2 separate regions of the Macaca mulatta genome follow, and region 1 is linked to region 2. The links are chromatin contacts, called in public Hi-C maps. All regions are on one chromosome and are shown on one strand. The core of a region is the stretch at or near the end of the contact, and the rest is flanking DNA. Distances in the headings are between cores, read along the strand shown. Region 1 holds the start of UTP3 (UTP3 small subunit processome component). Region 2 holds the start of DCK (deoxycytidine kinase).

Region 1 (6,952 bases), core at 2,456-4,955, 320 kb after region 2:
CCAAATCCCAGGTACTAAGTGATGGAGCTGGGTTAGAAACCCAGTATTCTGGCCAGGTGTGGTGGCTCAGGCTTGTAATTCCAGCACTTTGGGAGGCCAGGAGTTCGACCAGGACTGTACTCCCAGCTACTCCGGAGGCTGAGGCAGAACTGCTTGAACCTGGGAGGTTTAGGTTGCAGTGAGCTGAGATCACACCACTGCACTCAAGCCTGGGTGACAGAGTGAGACTGTTGCAAAAAAACCAAACCAAAACAAACAACCCCCCCTACAAAAGACCCAACCCAGCAGTCTAACTACAGTCTGCTCTTAACCACTGACTTATGGCTTCTCTGAGGTAGGTATAATAATAGAGACTCATACAGATGAAGAAAATGAAACTCAGAGATCAAGTAACTGAAAATCATCCTCTTAACTCCAAAACCTGTATTTTTTCTGTTATATAAAAAAATAAAAAATAAAATAAAAAGTATAGAATTGGGTTCTGAAGCCATAAAGGCTGGGTTGAAATCCTGGCTCTGCCACTTAATAGCTGTGTGACCTTGAGAAAGTTACTTCTTTTTGCCAGTTTCCTTATCTTCAAAATACGGATAACAGAATTTACCACATAAGGTTATGAGAAATAAGGAAATAAGCACAAAGTGCTCAGAAAAGTTACCTTAGAAAGCACTGTTATTTTTATTTCCAACCTACCTCTTTTATTTATAAGGAAACAAAATAATTTGTCCTGTGTGCTACTCTGAGGAAGTAGCTGTAAGCCAGAGGTTAAGAGAATGAATGCTCAAGTTAGTTTGGGTTCAGATTTCCAGAAGGTGTCCTTTAGAAGGTCAACCTTCCAAAATTTCAGCATCCTCATCTGTAAGAGCATAGTATCACCTTGCAAAGTTATTTTAAAGATTAAATGAGGTGATGTACAACTAGCACATGGCAAGTGTTCAATAAATATTAATCATGCATCATCTCTGCATCTCTAGCAGCTAGCACAATGTTTACTGAATACACAGTGACACAATGAGGAAATTAGCGCTTTTTTTTGTGGGTTTCCTTCACTAGTCCTCTCATTTTCTTCCCTGGCAATATCCTATTTTTACATTCACCACCTTGACATCTTCCCTCTACTTAGAGACCAGTGTAGCAGCAAAGAAAAATGGAACATTGAGCTGGGCGTGATGGCTCATGCCTGTAATCCCAGCACTTTGGGAGGCCAAGGCGGGCTGCTCACTTGAGGTCAGGAGTTCAAGACCAGCCTAGCCAAAACCCTGTCTCAACTAGAGATACAAAAATTAGCTGGACGTGGTGGTGAGCACCTGTAATCCCAGCCACTCAGGAGACTGAGGCAGGAGAATCACTTGAACCCGGGAGGTGGAGGTTGCAGTGAGCCGAGAGATCCTGCCACTGCACTCCAGCCTGGGCTAGAGTGAGACTCTGTAAAAATGGAACTTTGTTGCCACTTAGTTACCACTTACCTAGTAGTAATCATATCAAATTTTTAGCAAATGGAGTGCAAGCACAAGCAGCAACCGCTGCAAATCACCAGTAAAGAAGGGGAAATGGGATTTTTATCTTATTTACCACATGAAGAACTATGAGAAAATATTGACAATTGATGTAATTACGGCATATATCTTCCTTTTTCTACTTTTAACCAAAGTTTCATTCCTATGCTTTTAAACCACACAGAACGTATGAAATCCATGTTAACATTAAGTCCATTTATTAACAAGTAGCCCAATAATTACAGTTAGGTAAATAAAATATTTCAGAACTATTTTATAGGCTGCTTTACAAATAACTCTCAAAGGTGCATTCTCTTTATGTGAAAAGTTACACATGTTCTGAGTTTAACACTGTACAATGAACTGTGAAATTTGCCTAAGCTAATACCTGTTTAACAGAATACTGAAAAACTTCAACATCATCTCTTTTCTCAAGCACCTTCATATTGCTCCCACAGTTCTTATAATCTTAATATAAATTGTCCAATAACCCAGACAAATTTCCCTGTGGACAAGAATTTTTAAAATTTAAAGTATTATATATTAATACAATCACTTTAGTTAAAAGTAAAAATGTATTGATCCACAATTGCCAAAAACTTATGCTAAGCAAAAACTTCATTTAAGCTTAATGCTCTTTTTAACTCCTGCACGAATGCCAGATAATTCACCACTATAACGTTGCTCTTCTTTACGAACTTCACGAACCTGGCCTCTTCTTCGAATTTTGGCTCTTCTGAACTTCTCCCTGTGTTTCACTCTGGGATTGCGGTCAATCTTCTTTCTCCTAGGAGTAAGTCCCCTATTTTTAGCAATTTGATAGGTAATGGCTCTCTTTGCATTTTGATCTTCAACAGCCTGTTCTTCAGTGCTATTTTCTTCTTTCTTTCTCTTTAGCTTTTGCCTGTCTTCTATTTCTTTATAGTACTTCAGTTTAGCTTCTTCATCAAAATCAGAATCATCAGAAAGATCTGTAACAGCACAGGCAGCAGCAGAAGTCTTTGAAACAGACTTTGGTTTGGGCTTGGTGGATTTTGCTTCCGGAATCAGTTCTTTCTTTACAGCATCATCCTTAAGTGTCAACAGATAACGAATTTCTGCGGACAGCTTCTGATCCACAACTGACAGCTTGTTGATCAAATTTCGGTAGGTAACAAGCCTTTCTATGACAGGATGTCCATGTGCTGGGACTCTCCTAGCTTTCAGGATCAAATAAAAACTGATGTTCGAACAATAATTCAAGTAGAGGTTGTACTTGGTCCTCAAATATTGGCTTCCTTTTCCAGGTGGAATGATCCCTTGTTCCACCAACTGTAACAATGGCTCCAGCTCATCCTTCACCTCTGTCAGCTTGACTTTCAGGTCTTCTATCAGCTCCAAGAGTTCTGGGGATTCCTTTCGCAACATTTTCAGCTTCTCCTTCACTGAAACTTTAGCCAAATCCTTCACGACCCGTGTCTCAGTCTCATCTACCTGAGGCACTGGTTTTGCAAAGGCCTCAACCCAGGCGACACCAAAATCGTCCTCTTGCAGCGCTTGGGCTAGGCGCCGCTGAATGATCTGTGCCTCCTCCTCCTCCTCTCTTTCCTCCTCCTCTGCCTCCTGTTGACCCTGCCGGCCTCGGGACTTGGAACCATAGTCCGTGTCATAGTAAAGTTTTTTCCTCTGACCCCACGACAAACTGGGATCCACAGAGGCCTCAGCATCACTCTGCACGGAGCTCCCACCATCATCATCGGCATTCTCCTCCTCCTCCTCCCCCGCACTCCCCCCATCTTCGTCGTCCTCATCGTCCACATCTAGGGCTAGCACCTCCTCCTCCTCCTCCTCGCCATCCTCCTCGTCTCCACTCTGTTCTTCATTCCAGCCCTTAGCTAAGGCGGCCCGGGATCGTGCCTCATGAAAGTCATCTACCTGATCTTGGTAGTAGCTGGTGTCCCCTGGTGAGGGTGGCAATCCTAAATCATCTCCGTTTTCGTCGGTGAGCGTGGGACCTGCCTTGGCTCGCACAGCTGCCCACTTAGCTGCTCCGCGCCGCCGGGATCTCCCCACCATGGCTCACAATCTCAGGTTTTACAGCGACTCCGGACTTTCGGCCACCTCTGACTTCGGTGCAGGAATCAGACGCTCCGATAACTCGTGGCTTTAAACAGCCGCGCGCTCCCCCGCCACCAGAGTTTGCAGACTCAGGATCCGCTACAGGAATTTCTTTTACCTTCCGGCCCCCAGCATGCTCTCCGCGTGGCGTACGATTCAGGACTTCCGCTCGGTCCCTTAGGCGAGGTCACGTTGATACCAACTTCCTTTTCGCTGTGCCCTTTGACGCCAGTCGATTCCGGTGAATTAAAATCTTTCCGTGTGGAAACGATAGGATAAGGAAGTTCCGTTCCACCGAACCCTTTCTTGGGGCTCATGCGCTTATTCTGGAGTGCCTGGACGTGGCTGGCGGACGGAATCTTGACGGCACCTCCAGGCGAGATCCAGACGGCCAATAGAGGGCGCTGCGCTTTACGCCCTGGAGAAGTCGTGGGGGCATTCCATGGAGTTTTAACTGCGCGTGTACCTGGCATTTGCGACCGGCAGGCGTGTGCTAGTGTAGTTCTCCTGCTCCCTTGTTTTCTCTTTTCTGCTTATCAGGCTGGAAGTTAATCAGATTGTTTTTCTCTCATACCCACCCCCCCGCCCCACCACCACATTTCTGGGCACCACAGCCTCAGGCAGCGCCGCTAGACTCCAGAATCCCGCGGGAGGTTTCCGGGGGAGAGCGCAGGCCGGACCTCCGGCTCGGGTTTACTCATCCCCCTCGCCCTCTCCCTGCTTACAGAGCTCGGGGACCCGCTCCATGGGGATCGATAAACCTAGATGACCCTGAGGCTGACGGTGGGAAGGCAGAGCCCCACTGCAGGGTCTGACTCTTCTCGAGGAGGTCTGCCCTGAATGTTAGAGTAATTCAGGGTGTAAGTTTTTAGGCATTACATATGCAAGGTTCGGGGTTAGTATTATGATACCTTTTAGTGTAGGTGGTTGGAAGCTGAACTTTTGATATGTTGCTAAAATTAATGGTGACATGGCTGGGCGCGGTGGATTACGCCCGTAATCCTAAGCACTTTGGGAGGTCGAGGTGGGTGGATCACTTGAGGTCAGGAGTGCAAAATCAGCCTAGCCAACAATGGTGCAACCCAGTCTCTACTAAAAATACAAAAAAAATTAGCAGGGCTTGGGGGCGGGCACCTGTAATCAATCCCAGCTACTCGGGAGGCTGAGGCAGGAGAATCACTTGAACCCGGGAGGCGGAGGTGGCAGTGAGGCGATATCGCACCACTGCACTCTACCCTGGGCGACAGACGGAGACTCTGTCTCAAAAAAATAAATAAAATAAAATTAATGGTGACAATTTCTTTCTGTTTTCTTTTCTTTTCTTTTTTTTTTTTGAGACAGAGGCTCGCTCTGTCGCCAGGCTGGAGTGCAGTGGCGATCTCAGCTCACTGCCACCTCCGATCCCCTGGTTCAAGTGATTCTCCTCCCTCAGCCTCCCGTGTAACTGGGATTACAGGCACACGCCACTACCCCCAGCTAATTTTTGTATTTTCAGTAGAGACGGGGTTTCACCATGTTGGCCAGGATGGTCTCGATCTGCTGACCTCGTGATCCGCCCGCCTCGGCCTCCCAAAGTGCCGGGATTACAGGCGTGAGCCACCGCATCCGGCCAAAGGTGACAATTTCTTTGCAGAAAGTATAGTGTCATTAGGTTAATAGAAATAATGCAAAATTTTAGAAAAGTGATACTTTAAACATTTTCCAAGTGCCTAAAGGTGTCTGAAACATTTTGAAATTTTTACAAGATTTTAGAAAATAAAATTTAGAAAGATGTGGGCAAAAGTTATGTTCTGATGGTAAGCATGAATTTATTTCTTAATGTAAATTTTAGTACATTTTGCCATTTAGCAGATATTAACTGCTTACTCTTTGTTGCAGAATGCCACAGACAGTAGTGGATCCAAAGATGAATCAGCTAGTTAAGGACTTTATAATCAGGTAGAAAATAAGACGCTCATACAGATTACCGGAATACAAGGCAGTGTATGATGTAAACCCAGTGCTGTAAGAGAACGGAGGGGTAAGAGATAACCTTTAGATTGCTGTTTTGGGAATATTGCTTAAAGAATATGACATCTGTGCTAGGACTGTAGTTATTTCCTTGCTTTAAATGTTAAATTTTCATTATTTAAACATTAAGTTTTATTTAGACACATAAAACAAATACTAATTGTTCATTTTAATTGCAGATTATTTGAGAATTTAGTCAGGCTTCAAGACTAAAATGCATATTTTATTATAGATAAGTTAGAAAAATATTTTGGATATTGTAAATGGGAATGATCATATTAATATTATTTAGTTTATACTAAATATTAAATTTCCTATCAGAACAGAGTTGCAGTATTCAATGCATATTCAGAGAGTATTGTATTCTAACATTCTCAGAGCCTTTGTTTTTAGAGACAGGTGCTTGCTATGTTCCCCAGGCTGGATAGAACTCCTGGGCTTATGTGATCTCCTGCCTCAGCCCCCTGAGTAGCTGAGACTAAAGGTGCAAGCCGCTTCACCCAGTTTTTCAGATCCTTTTGATAAAGAACAGTTGATTCTCCTGCCTCAGCCTCCCACGTAGCTGGGATTACAAGCACCTGCCACCACACCTGGGTAATTTATCTGTTTTTAGTAGAGATGGAGTTTCACCATGTTAGCCAGGCTGGTCTCAAGCTCCTGACTTCAGGTGATCTGCCCATCTCAGCCTCCCAAAGTGCTGGGATTACAGGTGTGGGCCATTGCGGCCAGCCAATTTGAATCTTTATTATGTTATTGCAATATCTGACTCAGGAGTTAGCAAGCTACACTAATGAGAGCCAGCAGGTTTTTTTTTTTTTTTTTAATATTCTTTTTGCCTTACTCTAAGCCCTTTATGGGATTTTCTTACTATGGAAATTAGGGAGTCTGTGAATGACACATTAGGTGATGACACATTAGGATACTTCTTTCAGGGCATTTGTTCTGGGTGTTGGAGGTATTGTATGATCACATTAGCTTAAACTAATCTTTATTTCTTCCTGGACTGTTGAAGCAATTATAATTAATAATAGCTAACACTGAGAGTGGTTATTATGTGCTAGATACCGTTGTAAGCTCTTGAAACCATTATAACCCTGTGAAAAGTTACTATAATAATCTGTAATTGGAGATGAGAAAATTAGGCACATATAGCTTAAGTGAGGTCATAAAGCTGATAAGTGTTAGAACTAGATTTAAACCAGAACAGTCCGGCTTCAGAATCCATGCTGTGCTATAGCTAAGTACTATACTAAACTGGCTTTCAACTTTTCCTTTAATAGGTCTCCTTTTAGTCTCTGGTACATTTGATCTGGTACATCAGATATATCTTCCTAGAATATCATTTCTGTCAC
Region 2 (7,264 bases), core at 3,193-5,692:
TTTTCATACCTCAAATTCATCTTGAGTACTTTGAACATTGCACCATCTGGCAACAGGTTCAGGAACCACTTCCCAATCTTCACACACTTGTTTAAGGATATTCACAAATGTTGACTTCCCTGCAGCTGTTGTGAGGAAAGATAAAATTGAGGAAGGAAAGTTGTCAGGAAAAAAAGATGTTAAATAGTCATTAGCTTCTGCAAGATTTACAATAGTGAGCAACACAAAAAACCCAAAACATTCAATTTTCTCAACTTTATATTTCTTTAAAAGAAAATTAAAAGGCCCCCCTGCCCAATTTCATTAAGCACATTTGTTTTTTATTATGTTTAGTTTAACAATACATTATATTTAGTAGTAGGGACAGTCTTGACCTAGAGGTAATACTCCTAATGGCCACCACACCCTTTATATCTGAAGTCAGCAAATGTGGTTGTATCAGACATCTCTGGTTAGCATAATGTTCTCTCTCTTTCCCTGTGTGCATGCACACACACACACAGATGAACATATAAATAACTTCATATACTTATAAGCAAAGCTTCCTCTTCCTTATAAATTAGATCCATGGAGAGTAGAAAGAACTTACCTTTGGCTTGCAGAACTATATTTAAATCTAGGACATTAGACAGGGCAATAGAAAGGAAGAAAAACCTGTAAGAACTCTAAAGAATCATACACAGAGAAAAAAAAGGAGTGAGGCAGTAAATAAGAAGGTGACACAGAGAGACAGTTCAGAAGAAAAACACAAAGTAAATTGGATCCAGAGGAGAGGAGAAAAACGTTTCAAGATAAACTGGATGACAATTAGATTTAATCATGGGAAAAACACTGGCCACCAAAATTTAGTATGGAGGGCATAAGCTTAGGGACTGTATGGCATTTAGAAGAATGTTAAGTGGAAGTGGAAGCATATAGAAAGAACACCTCACATTCACTAAGCTAGATGGAAGAGGGAAAGGAGAACATGATATTCAGAAAGAGCACTCAAGGAACAAATCAAAAAATTAGGCATCCACCAGAGTCGGAAAGCACTTAAGGCTAGAGCATTCAACTTTCTTCTGACACTACTTACAAGCAGAAAAATTCATGTGGTCATACTTAAAAAGTCTAAGAGTAAAAACGGTTACATTTAGTTCAACCAGAGTAATAACAGTTAGCTAGAGCTGCCAATCAGACTAACACGTCTAGTTCCTTAACTTTTTGGGGGGAAGTGGGAGCTAGAAAATAAGCTAATTATTAAATTAATTTTCTATGAAGGCAAAGGAGAAAAAGAACCAAAGACACTGATGTTAATACTTTTAAAAGTCATGGAAACTAACAGAATTCCTAATGCCAAGCAGGCGTTATAATGCTGAAAGTCATTCTGAACATACTACTAAAATGAGAAGCAGGTAAGTCCTCCATCCATCTAACATAAGGGAACATTTGAATAACACAGAACATAAGAAGATGGGTTATATAAATATAAAACTAAAACGACCAAGTTCAAATTCTAGGAAGAATAGAGGAATTGCAAAATAGTTTACGCACAGCTTAACAATTTGTGCATTTATTGCTTATTTGGATCTGACAAATAAGGTGAAGAGGACATGAACAAAAGTGCAAGACCAATAATAAACAGTAACTAACAAAGTCTCAGTGTCAGGGAGACGAAAAATAGCAAGGAACATGCTCCATCTAAACACCAATTGCTGTCATACAGAAATGCAGGCCTGGTGTTAACAGATCTTCAGATTTTTCAAAAGCCAATAATTTAACTGTTTATGGGAAATCTCAAAATGTTTTCAAGTTAGCAACAAATTTAATTTATTTTTCTTTAGACACAGGGTCTCACTCTGTAGCCCAGGCTGTAGGGCAGTGGCACAACCACAGCTCGTGGCAGCCTCAAACTATAGGTCTCAAGAGATCCTCCAACTCAGCCTCCTGAGTAGCTAGGACTAAAGGTGCATGCTACCACAACTGGTCTTTTTTTTTTTTTTTTTTTTTTGAGAGAGTCTCACTCTGTCACCTAGGCTGGAGTGCAGTGGTGCCATCTCAGTTCACTGCAACTTCTGCCTCCCAGACTCAAGCGATCCTCTCACATCAGCATCAGCCTCCTGAGTAGCTGGAGCTATAGGTGTGATTCACCGAGCCTGGCCTAATTTTTTTTTTTTTTTTTTTCTTAGAGACTAGTTCTCTCTATGTTGCCATGCTGGTCTCAGACTCTTGGACTCAAGCAATCCTCCCGCCTCAGCCTCCCAAAGGACGGGGATTACAAGCCTGAGCCACTGGGCACTAAAATTTTTTTTCAACCTGTGCAGGCCAATATTGTGCAATTGCAGCTATCAGTTTGCAACTCCTTTCAGTGTAGGTAAAGGCGAAATCAATGAAGAATTTTAAGCAGGGGATAACACATGAGATTTGCATACAAAAAGACCGCTGCAGAAGTAGTTAAGAGAAACTGGAGATGGGATGAAATATTAGGAAATTATTTCAGCTGCTGAGAAGATTAAAGATGCTTTGAGGAAAGATTTCTAAATATGATACTACCTAACTGGATTAGAGAGAGGGAAAGTGGATGAAGGTATTGTGGTATTAATCTGAGGGGTTATTCATTCAACTTTACTTTTTTGTTTTGTTTTTGTGTTTTTAACAGAGTCTTGCTCTGTCACCCAGGCTGGAGTGCAGTAGTGTGAGCATGGCTCACTGTGGCCTTGATCTTTGGGCTCAAGCAATCCTCCTGCCTTAGCCTCCTGAGTAGCTGGGACCACAGGCACACCAGCACATGCAGCTAATTTTTTAATTTTTTTTTGGAGATGAGTTCTCACTATGTTGCCCAGGCTGGTCTCAAACTCCTGGATTCAAGTGATCCTCTTGCCTAAGTCTCCCAAAATCCTGGGATTACAAGTATAAGCCACCATGCCCTGCCTCAAATTTACTTTTCAGATGGCTTTGTTCAGCCACTTTCTCCTGTCTTTATATATGGTCTTCTTTATTCAGTAAGCAACTGTCAGGGGTTCCATACTAGTAAACATGCACCGTCAAATAACTTACATTGCTAAGTATAGTATATGGTCTTTCTACTGGTGCCTTAATTATGGAGCAATGAAATAAGAAGTCCTCTTTGAGAATGTATTTTTTTTCTATTGATTTGAATACTAAGCATCTGCCTGCCTTGTCTTTTTCAAGAAGGTACAGTGCTTTGAATGTGGTAAGAATTTTTAAAAATTTGCTGTATGCATGAATGACCAGCACCCAACCTGGAGCTAAAAAAATTAAAAAAAAAAAAAATCTATCAAAACAGGAAGTTTCAGGGGTAGGTTTCCTGAGGTTGGAAATACAGAAGAATCGGACGTTGGTGTGTATCTTGCAAAATGACCTAGTCTTAGCACCCCATCTGAGTTAACAGAAACGTTAGTGGTCTTCGAATCATAATCCAATGTTTACTTGGATGTGGAGTAAGGGGTGAGGAATTGCATGCTATTAAGATCATAAAAGACCTCTTTTCTTGTACTCGAATGTTTCGAGTTTCGTTAATAATATAGCTAAAATAATGTTTCGGTAATAACATAGCTAAAAAACTGTAAACAACCCAGAGGTCCACAACTAGAAAATCGATAAACGATGGTACATCCATGCAATGGAATACTACTCAGCAATAAAAAAAAAAAAAAAAAAAAAAAACTACACACACAAGTAACATGAATGAATTTCAAAAGCATTATGCTAAATGAAAGACGCCAGACACAAAAGGCGATATAGCCTATGATTCCATTTATATGGCATTCTGGAAAAGGCAACACTTGCAGGGATAGAAATCAAATCAGTGGGTGTCAGGGAATAGGAAGGGTGGAGGGCGCTGACTACAAAGGAGCAGGTAGGAACTTTCTGAGGTGATGAAAATGTTCTGTATTTCGATCGTGGTGATAGTAAAACGCATAATGTTTGTCAAACCTCATAAAAGAGTACACCTAAAAAGGGTGAATTTAATGTAAGTTACACCTCAAGAAATCTGATACCCTTCCCCCGCTTCCCTTTGCGAGTTCCCAACAAAGAGGGCGCAGAGGCTCAAAGCGCGCCTCACAGAGACCACAGGCCTGGCGCCCAGTCTGACTCCGGGGACCGCAGTCACCCCGTGGCGCGGGAGGGAAGGGAAGGAAGCTCTGGGTGGGAAAGGAAGCCGAGGGCGCGTCCACACGGCCAGGCTGGAGGGAAAGCCCTCACCGAGGAGCTGCACAGAGATGCGGCGAAGGGAAGCTTCAGCCACTGCCGCGACACCCCAGCCTTGCGTCCCACATTTCTGGAGGCTCCTTACCGATGTTCCCTTCGATGGAGATTTTCTTGATGCGGGTCCCCTCAGAGCTGGCTGAGAGAGACGGGCAGCTTCTCTTGGGCGGGGTGGCCATTCCTTAGTCTTGTGGCGGCCCAGAGCGCGTCCAGCAGAGAGGGCTGGGAGGCGGCCACAGGTACGCGCACTGGAGCTCGCGGCGCAGCCGAGGCAGATCCCGACCTGCCCCGTCCGCTAGTGAGCTCACAGGCCCGCCGGCGGGTGTCGGGGTTTGACTTTGGCGCGCGGAGGCAGCTGAGGACAGGGGCGGGCCTGTGGCGTGGCCCCGCCCTCCTCAGCCCACCGATCTCTGGTTGCCCCTCGGCCCTAGCCCGCCTCCAGCGCGACTCCCCGCATGGGCGCTTCGCACGCCACGTCACGTGGAGGCCGGGGCGGGGCCGCGCGTGTGGCGGAAGGCCTCTACCCTCGCAGCCAGGCGCCCGGGCGGGGCGCTGGAAGAGGTTCCGGAGTCGGGTGGGGAGGAAGGGTGGACGCCAGAGGCCTGAGGGCATTGGAGGACAGGGGGCGTCATCTGCAGTGGGCCGTGCCAGGCTTTGGAAAACCCGCCTCTCCAGTGGGCCTGCTGGAGATGAACAGACGCGTCTGGACAGAACTGGATAGACTTAAAGATTTGAACTCATCAGGGGAGAAGGCACTGTGTGGTAGGAAAATCAAATGGATTTACCCTGGCTTCTCAGCCTAGAGGAAGACTATGAAGCGAAGTTCCGCCCTCGGGAATCGCACTGCCCACTTAGAGAGCCAGGCTCTCTTCCTCTATGTGCTTTTCATTAATTCAGTCTAGTGGCGAAGATACTGTCATTAGCCCATTTACCTACTAGTGGGAAAACAGGCACTGGGAGGCTGCTTGTTCCAAGTGTCAAAGTCAATAAGTGAAACTGGGATGGGAATTTAGGTAGTCAGATGCCACCCACGGGAAGCCTTTCCAGATCTCCCATACCGCTTTCCATTTGATTTGGATGCACGACCATGCTGCATAGAAGTTAGCACGTTGGGTAGGTAGGTTTCTGTTCGGCTGTTAGCCTGCCTAACACCTGGCACATAGGTAACAAAATGTACTGTATGTTGAATTTTTGAATGCCTACTTATGTGCCATGTACTCTGCTGGGACAAACGCAGTGTAGGATTTGTCCCAGCTCGATGAGTGCATTTTTAGTCAGGGTAAAGACCTAATGAGGCAAGAGACTAGGGAATTAGGGTAACCAAGGGTTAAGGCATAAGCAAAAGAACAGCAGGTGCAGCCAGTTCTAGGCAAGACTAGGCAGCATACAGGCCACACCTTCACTCCTGTGATTACAAGACAAAAGTTTCCGCCGGGCGTGGTGGCTCACGCCTGTAATCCAGCACTTTGGGAGACCGAGGCGGGCGGATCACGAGGTCAGGAGATCGAGACCATCCTGGCTAACACGGTGAAACCCCGTCTCTACCGAAAATACAAAAAATTAGCCGGGCGTGGTGGTGGGCGCCTGTAGTCCCAGCTACTCTGGAGGCTGAGGCAGGAGAATGGCGTGAACCCGGGAGGCGGAGCTTGCAGTGAGCCAAGATCGCGCCACTGCACTCCAGCCTGGGCGACAGAGCGAGACTCTGCCTCAAAAAAAAAAAAAAAAAAGACAAGTTTCCGCATCAGCCTGCTTTTCTCAGCCATCTCCATTTCAGCCTCTGATTGGTCGCAGGCCAATCTTTCATAGGGTGTAATCAATTGCCTAGGGGTCTATCAAATTCTTTTAGCCTAGTAAACCTTAAGAACACTGCAGTTGGGACTCTTGAAGGACTTCCTTCGCTTCAATAAATTTTGTGCTTTTGTTACTCCGTTTTGTTGCTTTGTCTTTCGTTGCTTCCTTCTTTTGTTGCTTTGTTTCTACGTTTTGTTCAATTCTTCAACACGCCAAGAACCCAGACAATTCAGAGTCAAGACTTCCCATTCAGTAACACTAATAAACCGGATATTACCCAGTCTAGAAGTTATCTGGTCCAAATTGTCTACAGAAACCAAAGGCCTTGCTATTCTTTTTTTACACTGCAACTACCATGAGACCTGAAAAGGATCTAAATGTGTAGCCAAAAGGGGAAAATGGTGACTCCATCCTCAGAAATAAAGAGCAGAAATTAAATCTGAATCCTTGGCGATCACATTTTCCAGGATTAAACAGCAAGTATCATTCTATGTAACTGCCCTATATTACTGTTATGCAATTATTTTGTATGTATTACTTTTACTTATCCCCATAGTGATTAATAGCAAGATCCTAGGAATCGAAAAGGCCTGAATAGTTGTCATCAGGTATAGCAAGGAAGTTGGGAGAAAGGTGCTGGGGAAGCTACTAGCTATCACATTCCACCGCCAAGCTTGGGGGAAAACTCATGAAATGGTAATACTGGCGGCTACCGAGAGAAGGAAGGCAAGTCTCTGAGACATTCAACAGGGAAGCAGAGCTGGTCCTGGATGCATGTCATAAAGAGGCTTGGGGTTCCAAGGAGTAGAAATCTCCAAGTGTGGTTTCCACAAAAAAGACCCACACAGGAAGTATCTTAAAATGATGAAGAGTTTAAGCACTGGAAAATGAAAGATGTCAAACACCAGTTCTACCAGTTTCTGGCTGTGAAAACTTGAATTCATCTAAGCTTAAGAGTATACTTTGAAAAATACAAATGTGGGAGGCCAAGGCGGGTGAATCGCTTGAGCCCAGGAGTTTGAGACTAGCCTGGGCAACATGGCAAAACTCTGTCTCTACAAAAACTACAAAAATTAGCTGGGCGCCTGTAGTCCCAACTATTTGGGAGGCTGAGGTGGGAGAATTACCGAAGCCAGGGAGTCAAGGCTGCAGTAAGCCAAGATCATGCCACTGTACTCCAGTGAGACCCTGTCTCAAGTAACAACAAAGTAAATGGGGGAAGCAAAGAATCTAGCTTTTTTTGGCATTAAGTCCAGCATAATTT

What was found. Hi-C and Micro-C count contacts between places; a contact is called where the count stands out from the background.
Region 1: a contact with region 2 is called in a Hi-C map of CD4 T cells, with 7 times the contacts expected there. The contact joins the promoter of UTP3 here to the promoter of DCK in region 2. A contact is called at or near these places in 2 of 14 Hi-C or Micro-C datasets (CD4 T cells and fetal cortex germinal zone).

The regions. Positions count from the first base shown.
Region 1 is chr5:63,165,179-63,172,130 of T2T-MMU8v2.0, forward strand. UTP3 (UTP3 small subunit processome component) reads right to left here and starts at 3,706. Exons shown (of 1, transcript XM_001105717.5): 1 at 1,689-3,706. The coding sequence starts at 3,548. The coding sequence ends at 2,112. It overlaps LOC144341169 (a long non-coding RNA gene), which reads left to right and starts at 3,913. Exons shown (of 3, transcript XR_013417952.1): 1 at 3,913-4,088; 2 at 5,086-5,205; 3 at 5,469-5,610.
Region 2 is chr5:62,848,722-62,855,985 of T2T-MMU8v2.0, forward strand. It overlaps DCK (deoxycytidine kinase), which reads right to left and starts at 4,443. Exons shown (of 7, transcript NM_001257554.1): 1 at 4,298-4,443; 2 at 10-125. The coding sequence starts at 4,388.